2 separate regions of the Danio rerio genome follow, and region 1 is linked to region 2. Evidence: chromatin contacts called from public HiChIP or PLAC-seq data. All regions are on one chromosome and are shown on one strand. The core of a region is the stretch at or near the end of the contact, and the rest is flanking DNA. Distances in the headings are between cores, read along the strand shown.

Evidence for each region. HiChIP or PLAC-seq counts read pairs in DNA pulled down with a chosen protein or histone mark.
Region 1: a contact with region 2 is called in an H3K4me3 HiChIP or PLAC-seq map of embryo, with 4 times the contacts expected there. The contact joins the promoter of pet100 here to the promoter of atp13a1 in region 2. A contact is called at or near these places in 2 of 4 datasets of contacts at active chromatin or transcription factors (embryo and gastrula embryo).

The regions. Positions count from the first base shown.
Region 1 is chr3:55,762,268-55,768,965 of GRCz12tu, forward strand. It overlaps pet100 (PET100 cytochrome c oxidase chaperone), which reads left to right and starts at 3,827. Exons shown (of 4, transcript NM_001303057.1): 1 at 3,827-3,924; 2 at 4,136-4,222; 3 at 4,879-4,911. The coding sequence starts at 3,898. It also overlaps a transcript of brd4 not described here.
Region 2 is chr3:55,431,008-55,437,157 of GRCz12tu, forward strand. It overlaps atp13a1 (ATPase 13A1), which reads left to right and starts at 4,824. Exons shown (of 25, transcript NM_001001403.2): 1 at 4,824-5,255; 2 at 5,443-5,532. The coding sequence starts at 4,935. It overlaps chchd5 (coiled-coil-helix-coiled-coil-helix domain containing 5), which reads right to left and starts at 4,019. Exons shown (of 4, transcript XM_001334662.9): 1 at 3,919-4,019; 2 at 3,526-3,666; 3 at 633-784; 4 at 378-546. The coding sequence starts at 3,920. The coding sequence ends at 521.

The sequences.
Region 1 (6,698 bases), core at 2,577-5,076, 330 kb after region 2:
TTGTTGTTGTTGTTGTTTCTTCCTCATGAAGTCCACTTATATAGCTCTCTTTTACTTTGGTTAATTTGGTCTGTAAAAGTTCAAAGAAGAGAAACACTTCATTCCTGCGAGCCTTTAAATGTATTTTCTTTTCCATGGTAACAGTTGGACATTATGTGCCATAGATTTCGGATTCTCCGGAGAATGTGCTGACCTGCAGCTCAGCAGAGAGTTTGCTTTATTCAGGTATTTTGTTATTTTCTTTTCTTTTGTTTTGTTTTTTGGTTTTTATTAATATTATTATTTTTTTTTTGTTCAGTTTTTTTGGGGGTTTGTTTAACATTTTCCTCGATTACTGTTTTGGTATGTGCGTGGGCTATCGAGGTCAATGGTTCAATCTGTTATGATCATGAAATAAACTCATCTCTTTTATAGAAAATTAAAATGAAAGAAAAAAAAAATGAGCCCGTCTCGTTTATAATTTATCCGCTTTAAACACGCTCCACCTGTTATTGTGTTTTCAGATTGGTTTGACGTGTTGGAAATAGATGAGATGTGTGCTTTCATAAGCGATATTGCTCATTAAAGAGGTTGTGGTACTGTTCGGCACCTTATTAAAGCTCAGGGGGGAACATTGGCCACCAAAGGACGTTGCATCATATTTCACACAAAGTCAAGATTTAGTTTTTCACTGAGAAGGCAGCTGGTTTTTTATGACAAATTCAGTTTCTGTGGTTCATGTGTGCTTTTTTCATTATAGGACCTTGAGCTCTGCTCCAACTTCAGATGATTACAAGTGATCAAAGTTATTTTTTGACCAAGTAGTGTAAATCTAGATGGATGGATGGATGGATATAGATAGATGAATGAATAGATGGATAGATAGATAGATAGATAGAGAGAGAGAGAGAGAGAGAGAGAGGGAGGGATGGATGGATTGATGGATGGATAGGTGGTTTGATAGATAATTAGATGGTATGATAGATAAATAGAAGGATGGATGGACAGATGGATGATTGGATGGATGATTGGATGGGTGGATAGGTGGAAGATAGATAGATAGATAGATAGATAGATAGATAGATAGATAGATAGATAGATAGATAGATAGATAGATAGATAGATAGATAGATAGATAGATAGATAGATAGATGGATGCATGGATGGATGGATAGGTGGATGGGTGAATAAATGCATGGATGGATGGATATATGTATGATTGGTTGGATCGATTGATCGATAAATGGAAAGGTGGTGGATTGATGAATGGATAAATGTATGATTAGATGGATGGGTGGATTTATGATTAATTGGATGGATCGATTGATAAATGGATAGGTGGATGGATAAATGGATGGATGGATGGATGGATGGACAGATAGTTGGATGATAGATAGATAGATAGATAGATAGATAGATAGATAGATAGATAGATAGATAGATAGATAGATAGATAGATAGATAGATAGATGGATGGATGGATGGATCATTTGATGAATAGACAGGTGGATGGTTAAATTGATGCATGGATGGATGGATGGATGGATGGGTGGATGATACATGGATGGATCGATAGATGGAAAGGTGGATGGATGATTGATAGATGTATGATTGGATGGATGATTGGATGGGTGGATGGTTAAGTTGATGCATGAATGGACGGATGATTGGATGGATGGATCGGTGGATGATACATGGATGGATGGATGATAGATGGATACATGGATGGATAAATAGATGGGTGGATCAGTAATTTCTCTTGATAATGGTGCCAGTTAAAGTATTTGTTTTCCTATTACTGCATGCATTAAGATTTATTTAAATAACAAAAACTGAAAAAATAGAATAAAAACAAAACTGCAGAGTGAATTTTCAACATGTGAAGTTTCCAGAAGAGATCAAAGACCTGTAATGCACAAAGACTAAAAATAATTACAGAAAATGTGTAAAAACAGCTATTTGACACATCTTAGCATAAAATAAAAACATTGTGAGTTCATATCTCAGAATAAACTAGGGCTTTATTGTGCCATTCATATTAGATAATTGTCAGAATTGACTTTTAACATTATAAAACGTATGAACACACAACTGTGTTTAGTCATAATCTACAGTCACAACTAGAGTCGGTATTGCGAGAAATAGTTGCTGTTCTGAAGGGAAAAAAAAGTCAAAATTGCAATAGGAATGCCTATGATCTGTCAACCGCAAAACAGCAGCAATTTTGAAGTAAGTGTTTGTTAACATTAATAATGACAGAATTATATTTTTATTTACTTTTTAAAATTCATTTATTTAGGTGAACTATCCCCTTCAATCGTCCTCCAAATAGAAAATATCTTACAATAAGTGTGACTATATAGTTATTTTCATCTATTTTTGGGGGACTAAAACCGGTTATTGCTAGATCAGATATGATTGTGGCCGGAAGTTAACTAGAATTATTTTTATTAATTATTAAATCTCCCATTAATTGTATTTTATTAACGTCTACCCCAACCATCACAGCAATGTAAAACCCTTTACAGTGTTATTTATGGTATTTAATAATTTACCCAATAAATTGTATTTTATCAGTCTACCCACTGTCACAGTACTGTAAAATGATTGATTAATGTTATATAGTGTTTAATAATGATGCTATATTGGTGTACATATCTGCAGCTGTATTCTAACATGACTCGAATGCGCACAGACATTATGGTTACTTGTCAACTTGAGGACCTATATGGTAAATTCTAGATAGGATACAGCGGTGTATACGCACATCAATACAGCATAATTTTTATGACACTGTATAACACTAATTAATATTTTACATTACTGTGATGGTTGAGTTTAGGGTTGGGGTGGAGCTAGACGTTAATAAAATACAATTTATTGGGTAATTTAATAAATTATATGAAGAATATTGTTTATAATAACAGTTTTTTACAGTACTGTGATGGATGGGTTTAGGGTAGACGTTAATAAAATACAATTAATGGTAAATTGAATAAATAATACAAATAATTCTCGTTAACTACGCAATGAGTATCTGATCTGTCATCTAGCAACAACCAACCTAAATCGAGGTCCCCACAGGCAAGCCAAACAGAATAGAGTGAATAATATAAGTGCAAATGATTTCCTGTGAGGGTTTGCTTTAGGGGTATGGGGATAAAATAAACATCATTACGTCTATGAGAGTCCTCACCGGGATTAAATAGCAAGTGAGAGTCTCTCTCGGTGCGTATGAGGGATGTGTGATGCAAAGTTGCAGCGTGTTTTCATCATGCTCGTGCACCTGTGTCCGCTCAGCGATTGCACGCGCTTTCATAAGCCTGCAGCCGGATGACGTCACCGCTAAGATCTATTGGAGAAGCAACTCGAGTTTGGACGGTCGGTTACAGTAAATCAACGGACATATCTGTTAATAAATACCAACCCTCAGCAAAGTTAAATATTAATGATAATAAAAATAAAGATTTGCTGATAATGTAGCTGTGACTATTGCTTGATACGGTTGCGGCCGCGGAAGTTAGCGAGAATTATTTATATTATTTATAAAATTTCCCATTAATTGTATTTTATTATAACGTCTACCCCAACACTAAACTCAACCGTCACAGTAATGTAAAATTGCTATTTTCACCGAGCGCTGTTCACTAAGCTACGCAGTAAATTGTATTTTTTACGTCTATCCCCACCAAAACCCTTAACCTACCGTCACAGTACTGTAAAACTATTAATTATTGTAAAATAGCGTCACGAAAAATGATGCTGCATTAATGTGCGTATCCGCAGCTGTATCCTATCAAGACTTTTCCCTGATTCAGATATACTGTATACGTACATAGACGTGCGTATTCCGAACCTTTATTTTGACATATTCTGGAACAGGAAGTGCCTGAATGTGTGATTGTCAAGCTGTAGGACATGGGGGTTAAAATTGAGATTTTTAGGGTGAGTTTGACGTTTTATTTATGCTTGAAGGCTGATAATGTTCTTCTAAAACTATATGAACTTATATTAATGCAGCTTTTGGGAAATAAACGACGAACTGAAGCTGTAAATGTCCTGCTTTGCTAAACACAGAGGGCACTGCGCGTTCATGTGAATATCTATATTCATGTATTAATATTTATTCTTAATTATTATTATTTTCCCCACACAGATGATGGTGTATTTGTCGTTTCCAGTGGCGATGTTTTGGATTTCAAACCAAGCCGAGTATTTTGAGGAATATATCGTGAAGAGAAAGGTTGGTTATTAGTCAGAGTTAATGAAGTGATGTTATAACTTACATTTTTTGACAAGGTTTTATGATCGTTTCACGTTTTCAAACTTTGAAATGTTTCATATTTACTATTTTCTCCACAAATAAGTTATCTAAATGATAAAATACTTAACGTACATGACATTTTGCAGTTAGTATATAAAGTAAAAAACAAATAATATTTGAAGAGTTCAGATGCAAAAACCTCTAAGTGCCATCTGAAATTGAAGATTTTTCTCATCCTCCTTTGTTTATGTTGTGTTATTTTACTTTAAAGACCGTATTATTTGCTGTAAAAGTGGCATTACTGAACCTACCCACATGAGCCTGATAAAAATGCTCATTTTAGAAGAGAATGTCAGATGTAATTTAGAGGTTTTTGCATCTGAACTCTTCATATGTTCATTTTTCAAAGCATGTTTTTAATGCAAATCCTGAGAACTGAAAATAACTTTGAAGAGGACTTTTAATTTGTTTCCAACCCAACATTAATATTACATTATATATTATACAATAATAACATTATACCTTTTGTTTGATGCATGATTTTTACTATTGACTTCATATATATATGGTTATTTAGCTGTTTTATTTTTGTTTTTATATTGCGTGATCATATTATTATGTGACATATTTTTTAGAGGGAGATCTTCCCGCCTGATGAGAAACTGCAGGTATGTATTCTCTCTTTCATTTGCAAGCTTTTAGATGTAAACAAACTTTCACATTGGGGGTTTGTGTAAATAAACAGATCATTTAGTAGATAATGTATTGCGTAAAATTAATATCTACTGTATTTGTTTATGAGTCCAAAGGTAATTTTAGTGGCTTTCATTGTGTTCTAAATAGCTCGAAAAAAATAAAGTAGCAAAATATGGGTGAAATAATGTTTTTTTTTTTAATGCATATTCTGACTAGCGATAGATAGATAGATAGATAGATAGATAGATAGATAGATAGATAGATAGATAGATAGATAGATAGATAGATAGATAGATAGATAGGTAGATAGATAGACAGATAGATAGACAGACTGATAGATAGATAGATAGATAGATAGATAGATAGACAGATAGACAGACTGATAGATAGATAGATAGATAGATAGATAGATAGACAGACAGACAGACAGACAGACAGACTGACTGACTGACTGACTGACAGGTAGGTAGGTAGGTAGGTAGGTAGGTAGATAGATAGACAGACAGACTGATAGATAGATAGATAGATAGATAGATAGATAGATAGATAGATAGATAGATAGATAGAGAGACAGATAGACAGACTGATCAATAGATAGATAGACAGATAGACAGACTGATAGATAGACAGACAGACAGACAGACAGACAGACAGACAGACAGACAGATAGATAGATAGACAGACAGACAGACAGACAGATAGATAGATAGATAGATAGATAGATAGATAGATAGATAGATAGATAGACAAATAGACAGACTGATAGATAGATAGATAGATAGATAGATAGATAGATAGATAGATAGATAGATAGATAGATAGATAGATAGACAGATAGACAGACTGAGATAGATAGATAGATAGATAGATAGACAGACTGATAAATAGACAGATAGACAGATAGATAGATAGACAGATAGACAGATAGACAGATAGACAGATAGACAGATAGATAGATAGACAGATAGACAGATAGATAGATAGATAGATAGATAGATAGATCGATAGACAGAAAGACAGACTGATAAATTGATAGACAGAAAGACAGACTGATAAATTGATAGACAGAAAGACAGACTGATAAATTGATAGACAGAAAGACAGACTGATAAATAAATAGATAGATGGACGGACGGACGGACGGACGGACGGATGGATGGACGGACATGTGTCCTGGAGAGTTTAGCTCCAACCCTAATTAAACACACCTGAACCAGCTAATCAAGCTCTTACTATGTATACTAGAAACTTTTAGGCAGGTGTGTTGAAGCAAGTTGGAGCTAAAGTCAGCCGGACACCGGCCCTCCAGGACTGACTTTGGACACCCCTGGGTTAAGTAGTATTTTGGAGCTATGTTGTGATATTTAAATGGAGTTTATTCATATGTTGTCATATAATTCTGGTTTAAAAAAAAGACCTGACAAGATTTTGTGGTTTTCGGTATGTAAATGGTTATTACACTAAATTACATTTGGTCACACTTTATTCTGATGATCCGTTTGTTGAATTTAACTTGCATTGCATCACCATGCCAACTAATTCTCATTAGATTATAAGTAGACTGTTTGGTTAGGGTTAGTGTTAGTTGACATGTACGTGCAAAGTTTCTTATAATCAGTTAAATGTCTGTTTGGAGCAGTATCAACAGATATTAAGTAGACAGTCTACTAATACTCAAGTGAACCATCAAAATAAAGTGTTACCATACATTTTAGTGTAAATTAGTACAAAAATGTACAACATGCGTTATTTTTGCTAA
Region 2 (6,150 bases), core at 3,574-6,073:
GAAAAAAAAGTATAATAAGAAAACCAAAGAAAGAAGAGCATGTTACATTTTACATTACATAAGTCCTCTGTGCATTCTCACAGCAGAATTTCATTTTAGTGAATAAACACTTTGGGATTTATCGATTCAACAGTGAACCAAAACGCTGCTAAAACAGGACACACAATCTTAAAAAGGGCAGAGAGATTTTTTTTAAAAATATATTATTTTTTTATTGCAACTGTGTTTTTAATATCATGGAAACATTTTAAAAATGATTCATCTCATAAATAGTGTGAAAACGTCCAACAAACAAAAAAAGAAGAAAACAAAAACACATTATACAGTTTAAGAAAAACTAAAGGTTAGCAAAATATTAAGTTCTTGTTTTGTGTGTGTGTGTGTGTGTGTGTGTGTGTGTGTGTGTGTGTGTGTGTGTGTGTGTGTGTGTGTGTGTGGCACTTCTTCAGACTTTTCCATAACCCATTTCTTCCCAGTACTGAGCGTAAATCACCTGTGTTCCTCATCAGACAGAACCCGTCTATGAGGGCTGAGGCGTAGCGTGTGCTGTCGGAAGAAAGTTGTTCATTCATTATCACTTCAAGCTGCAGATTTTGGACATGATAAGAACACACACACGGGTCAGTTCTCACCAACTCCAGAGAGGTCGACGGTCTCGACGCAGGTCAGGAACCGTGAGAGGTGAGACTGACAGGCTTCTGCTGAGCTCTGGTTCTCCTGCAGACAGCGCTCGAACACAGAGAACTCACTCCCACAGTCTGAGCGGATCTTCCTGATCACCGGGCTGCAGCAACAAACAACAACAACGTCACAAACAGACTGATTTACACATTCAACTGGGTAAATAAACTGCTTAGTTCCTGATTTAGCTTTTCTGTCAGACACTGTAGGGAAAACTGTCATGTGAGCTTTTAGGAATTTTATTCAGAAACATGTTTGTGTTTCTGAAGTAGATATGGGTTAAAGATGTGGCGTGGAGCATAAATGTTTATGTAATTATTAAAATACATAGTTATTCTGAGTTCTACTCATTTAAAAAATAAAAATAACAAATCTATCTATCTATCTATCTATCTATCTATCTATCTATCTATCTATCTTTACAGTGATGCTCAGCATACACCGTTGGAAGTCAGAATTATTAGCCCGCCTGTTTATTTTGTCCCCCAATTTCTGTTTAACGGAGAGAAGATTTTTTCAACACATTTCTAAACATAATAGTATTAATAACTCATCTTTAATAACTGATTTATTTTATCTTTGTCTTGATGAAAGTTAATAATATTTGACTAGATATTTTTCAAGACACTTCTATACAGCTTAAAGGCTTACATTTAAAGGCTTAAATGGGTTAATTATGTTAACTAGCAGGTTAGGGTAATCTGGCAAGTTATTGTATAATGATGGTTTGTTCTGGAGACTACCTTTTTTTCTAGCCGAAATAAAACAAACAAGACTTTCTCCAAATGAAAAAAATATTATCAGACATGCTGTGAAAATTTCTTTGCTCCGTTAAAGATCGTTTGGGAAATATTTAAAAAAGAAAAAATAATTCAAAAGGGGGATTAATAATTCTGACTTCAAATGTATAAGTATACCCTTCACAAATCCTTCATTGAAATTAATATTTTTTATTGGAAGCTATCTATTTTATAATATATAAACAATATTATATTTGTGCAAATGCATTAGTTTGGTGAACACTGAAGCCAAATGGAGATATCTAACAAAATAGTTTACAATAACAGTCAAAAAATTAGTAGCTCCAATTTATGCTTGGGAAAAATATCAAGAACCTTTATTGAGGGGGCTAATAATTCTGACTTCAACTGTATATAGTATATCATCTTTGCTTCAAGTTACAAAAAAACTAGCGAGGCATTTCTAATGCAGCGTCTATGGAACAGGATAGTACATTTGACATTATTTTCTCCTTTGGCTGCCATCATCAGTCTCGCACTACTTTTTTCCCATTTCTGAAAGACCTGATAACATCATTGCGGAGATTTTCTTTTATTATTTGAGCAAATGGGATTGTAAAAAATTATTTGTGGTATTCTCCCTTTTACTATGACAACTTCCGCTACTAAGAAACCCGGAAATGTGAAAGGGTCTATTTTTTCTTTTTGTAAATTTTCTTTCTTTTTGTCTATAATTTTTTTCCAATATTTTGCTTGAATTTTAATGTATTATCTTTCAATTTCTAAAGATGTTTGGCAACTCATGAGTAGGCCCACCCAGAATCTGTGCGTGCATAAATCTGGAGATTTTCCGCAGATAATTGCAGTAATATTATTGACTAATGTAAAAATGTATGTACAATGCAGTTTGCACAGTATTATTTTCTGTCTTTAACTAGATATATTATATGACAAACTTGCTTTATTTACCAAACAAAGTTAATCTAATTGGAATTGCATTTTAAACATTAAATAAAAGTTAAAAAATATATTATTTTTTTAATTCATTTAAAAGGTTTTAGTTATGATACTCCCAAAATAATTCCGCTGAAATCCGCAGACTTTTACCTAAATTCTCTGCAGAAATGGCAAAAAAAAAGATTTGGTCTGGCCCTACTCATGAGATGTTCGGTGGATAAAAATATGAAATTTCTAACTGGGGTGTACTTATGCTGAGCACTGTATATATATATAATCTTTTTTTCACTATTATTAACATTTTTAGCATGTCACACGTTTTGTATGTGGGGGGAAATGTATTTAATGCATAATTGCATGTTTAATTTATTTATTTTGATGTTTAAAAAGCATTATTAATGTAAAGATTTGTGACATAAAATATGCTGTTTTCTACTTAATATTTAATATTTCATACCCAGCAACGTATGAATAAAACATACACAAATAGCCAAAACATTGTACATTTAATATTTTATTTAACCTAATACAACTTTAAGAAATGAAAACTAAAATATATTAAATAATTTGCAACATTCTGTCTCAGATTTTACCTTCACTAGCACAGCTGTCAGACTGATAAAGAAGAACATTAAATATTATTATGGTTTTTGGCATTTTCATCCTGTGTGGTGGAATAAACCGTGTGCGGTCATCATAAAACAACAGACAACAAAGCTGAAAACAAATAAATTTCTTTGTTCTTCGAACCCCAAACATTATAATATGAATATATGTATAAGTGTGTGTGTGTGTGTTACTTCAGCTTTGTTGCCTTATGAAAACTATTATAATTTAAAGGTTGAACAATTACTTTATTTTAAACTGAAAGCTTGAGACTGAAAGCATGATGCTGCTGGTGATGAACAGTACGTATGTGATGTGCACATCCGTGATGTGTGTGTTTCTTCAGCTTTGTGGTCTAGTTTTATGATGTCTTCTGTGACTAAGAATTATTAAACAATCAGTAATGAGAACTATTATGATGACAATATTCATTCATGAGGTGAACTATCACTTTATTCCAAACTGAAAGCTTGAGTCTGAAAGCCTGCTGCTGCTGCTGATGTTCAGCATGTATGTGATGTGTGTCTGTCTGTGCACATACTGTGAGGATGTGCAGTGCGCGACCCTCAGCTTCAGCTCCTGACATTTCTCCTGCCAGGATGTGGGATTGGATACCACGCATCCGCCGTACTCCTCCAGCTCCTTCTGGCAGAATTTGGTCGTGATGGCCATTGCTGCTTCCCTGACAGTAAAAGAGATTTTATTACGCTATATTACATGCAGACTACAATACGACATCAACAGCGGTCAAGAACAAACAGCACGACCGTATAAACATTGCGGTTCATGTAATGCTAGTTCATTTAGCTAATAAAGTTTAGCTTGGTCTCTGGCTTTTGTAGTCGTGTTGAAGCGTAAAGAAGGATAGATTTATCACACATCATGTCGAATAAGCGATTAAACACACAGCTGTAGGTCACAGCTGTTTACTCACATGTTGAACTCCTTTGATTTTCAGCCGCTTCTAGTAGTGAATGAATGAAGGTTAAGCCGAATATCACGCACGCACATGTTCAGGGAAACGTCCACGCTCCCGCCGGAGGAATGTGATTGGTCCATTTTTACACTTACCGTGGTCCTATTGGTGGTTTCTGTTGGGAGGTTGAAAGAATGGGCGTGACTTTAATAAATTAATTTATCTTTGCACTTAATTTTTTTCGTCACTTTTATGCGCTTATGGGGACCGTGGAAATGTATGAAAAAAGTTTACAAACTTAGATAATAACAAATAAATGTATAAATAAATGTACAAATGAATATTTAATATATATAAATGTTTAATGCATAAAAATATAAAATAAATCATAAATTAATAAGATTAATAATTAACATACAAACAATTTATTAAGATAAGTAAAACCATGCAATAAAACAAAGAAACAGATACAAATTTGATTGCAAGCTAATAAATGCATTAATAATTTTAAACGAACAAATAAAAAATATTACATAATTCATAAATATGTAAATGTATTAATATATAACTTATAAGTGTTTCATATTAATATATTAAATTTTTTTAAACATTATTAAAATAAACAAATAAATTCGTAAATAAATGAATAGAGTTCTGTAATGACTACAAATAAATGCAATGTAACTAAGAGAAGTACATATTCACAAATAATTATAGATAAATGTCGCATTTATTTTTTCATGGTATAATTTAGATAAAAAATGTGCACAAATTTGTGTATCCACTGGTGTTTATTTATATTTTGACATGTCATAAATAAATAAAAAATCTTAAAATCATTTCGAAAAAAATTTCCAGGCAACGACATGGACCGGATACTGCGTCACCGGCGTACGTGCTTGCGTACGCGGAAGCTGTCGTGTGTGTGTCTGAAATTTTTCAGAAATCTGTGGAGTGGGCAGACAACAGGCCGGTGCAAAGCTGCCTTTTTACCACCCGCGCCTGCAAGGAGGAGGTGGAGAGTAGGAGGAAGAATGGATGAAGCTAAAAAGGGGGCAAATATGGCCGCAGACGGCGTTGATGGGCCGGCGGGGACGCGGACGCGCGCGCCGAGCGACGACCTGGTGAGAGCAGTGTCTCTCCACAGCCGCAGGCCACGCGTGCTGCACGGGACGGTCTTCCCGTTCCTCATCCTCTACCCGGCCTGTTTATATACGTGGTTTGGTGTTTACGGGGCAGCGGAGTACGTTGAGGCCGGACTGCTGGCTCTCGCAGCTCTCGGGATCGCGCACGTCCTGACGGTGCTTTCTGGATACTGGTCCGTGCACGCGCACTGCCTGCTCACCTGCTCGAAGGTGAAAATGACAAATAAAACATGTTTGCTTTATGTAAACGTTAAACAGAAACGGTGTTTTGACGGAATTACACATTTTTAGTGATTGGTTTTATTTACGGGTCTGTTTCGGTGATAATGTCTAACATATGTTTGGCAGATTCTCAATGTAAAAGTTGACTGTGATTATGAAATTATGTCTCTAACAGGAGTCTGATCCAGCCAAAGCCACATTTGCAAAAGTTATACCAACACCCAATAATGGCTCAGCAGAATTAGTGCCTCTTCTGAGGGATAAGGTGAGATAATAAGCTAATTTGTTACGGAAAACGATCCACTGTATCTTGTGTTAGTAATATTTAATGTTCTTTAATGTTTTATTTTAGGGGTTTTTCTGGCACCAAATGAGATACATCTTTAAGTTACCTGCAATTTGTCTTGTATACAAAGATAGAAATATTTGAAATAATATAATGTTACGTTTATGTAAGGATGGAATGGATGTGTTTAAAATCTCAGTCATGGGATGCAGACTTATGCCCTTGTTTATTTAGACAATTATACAAATATATGTTAAAACTATGTATATACAAATTGATAATAGGAACTAAGTATCTCATAAGTCATTATGAAAGTGTTTGTGAAAGTGACATTGCAATATTTTATTATCTGCGATATATATTGTGATGTATATAATAAAATACATTGGGATATAAATTCACCAAATGACCTTAATTACTTTTTTTGCAAAGACTTTAGATTGATTGGGATGATTTTATAGGGGAGTGAAATATAAATATATTTTATGTAATTTATTATATACATACAGTACAATTAACAAAATACAGTCATAAACACAATGGAGCAAGTATTAAAGTGAAATAAACAGTGATTTATGGTTTAACAGTATTCGGTTA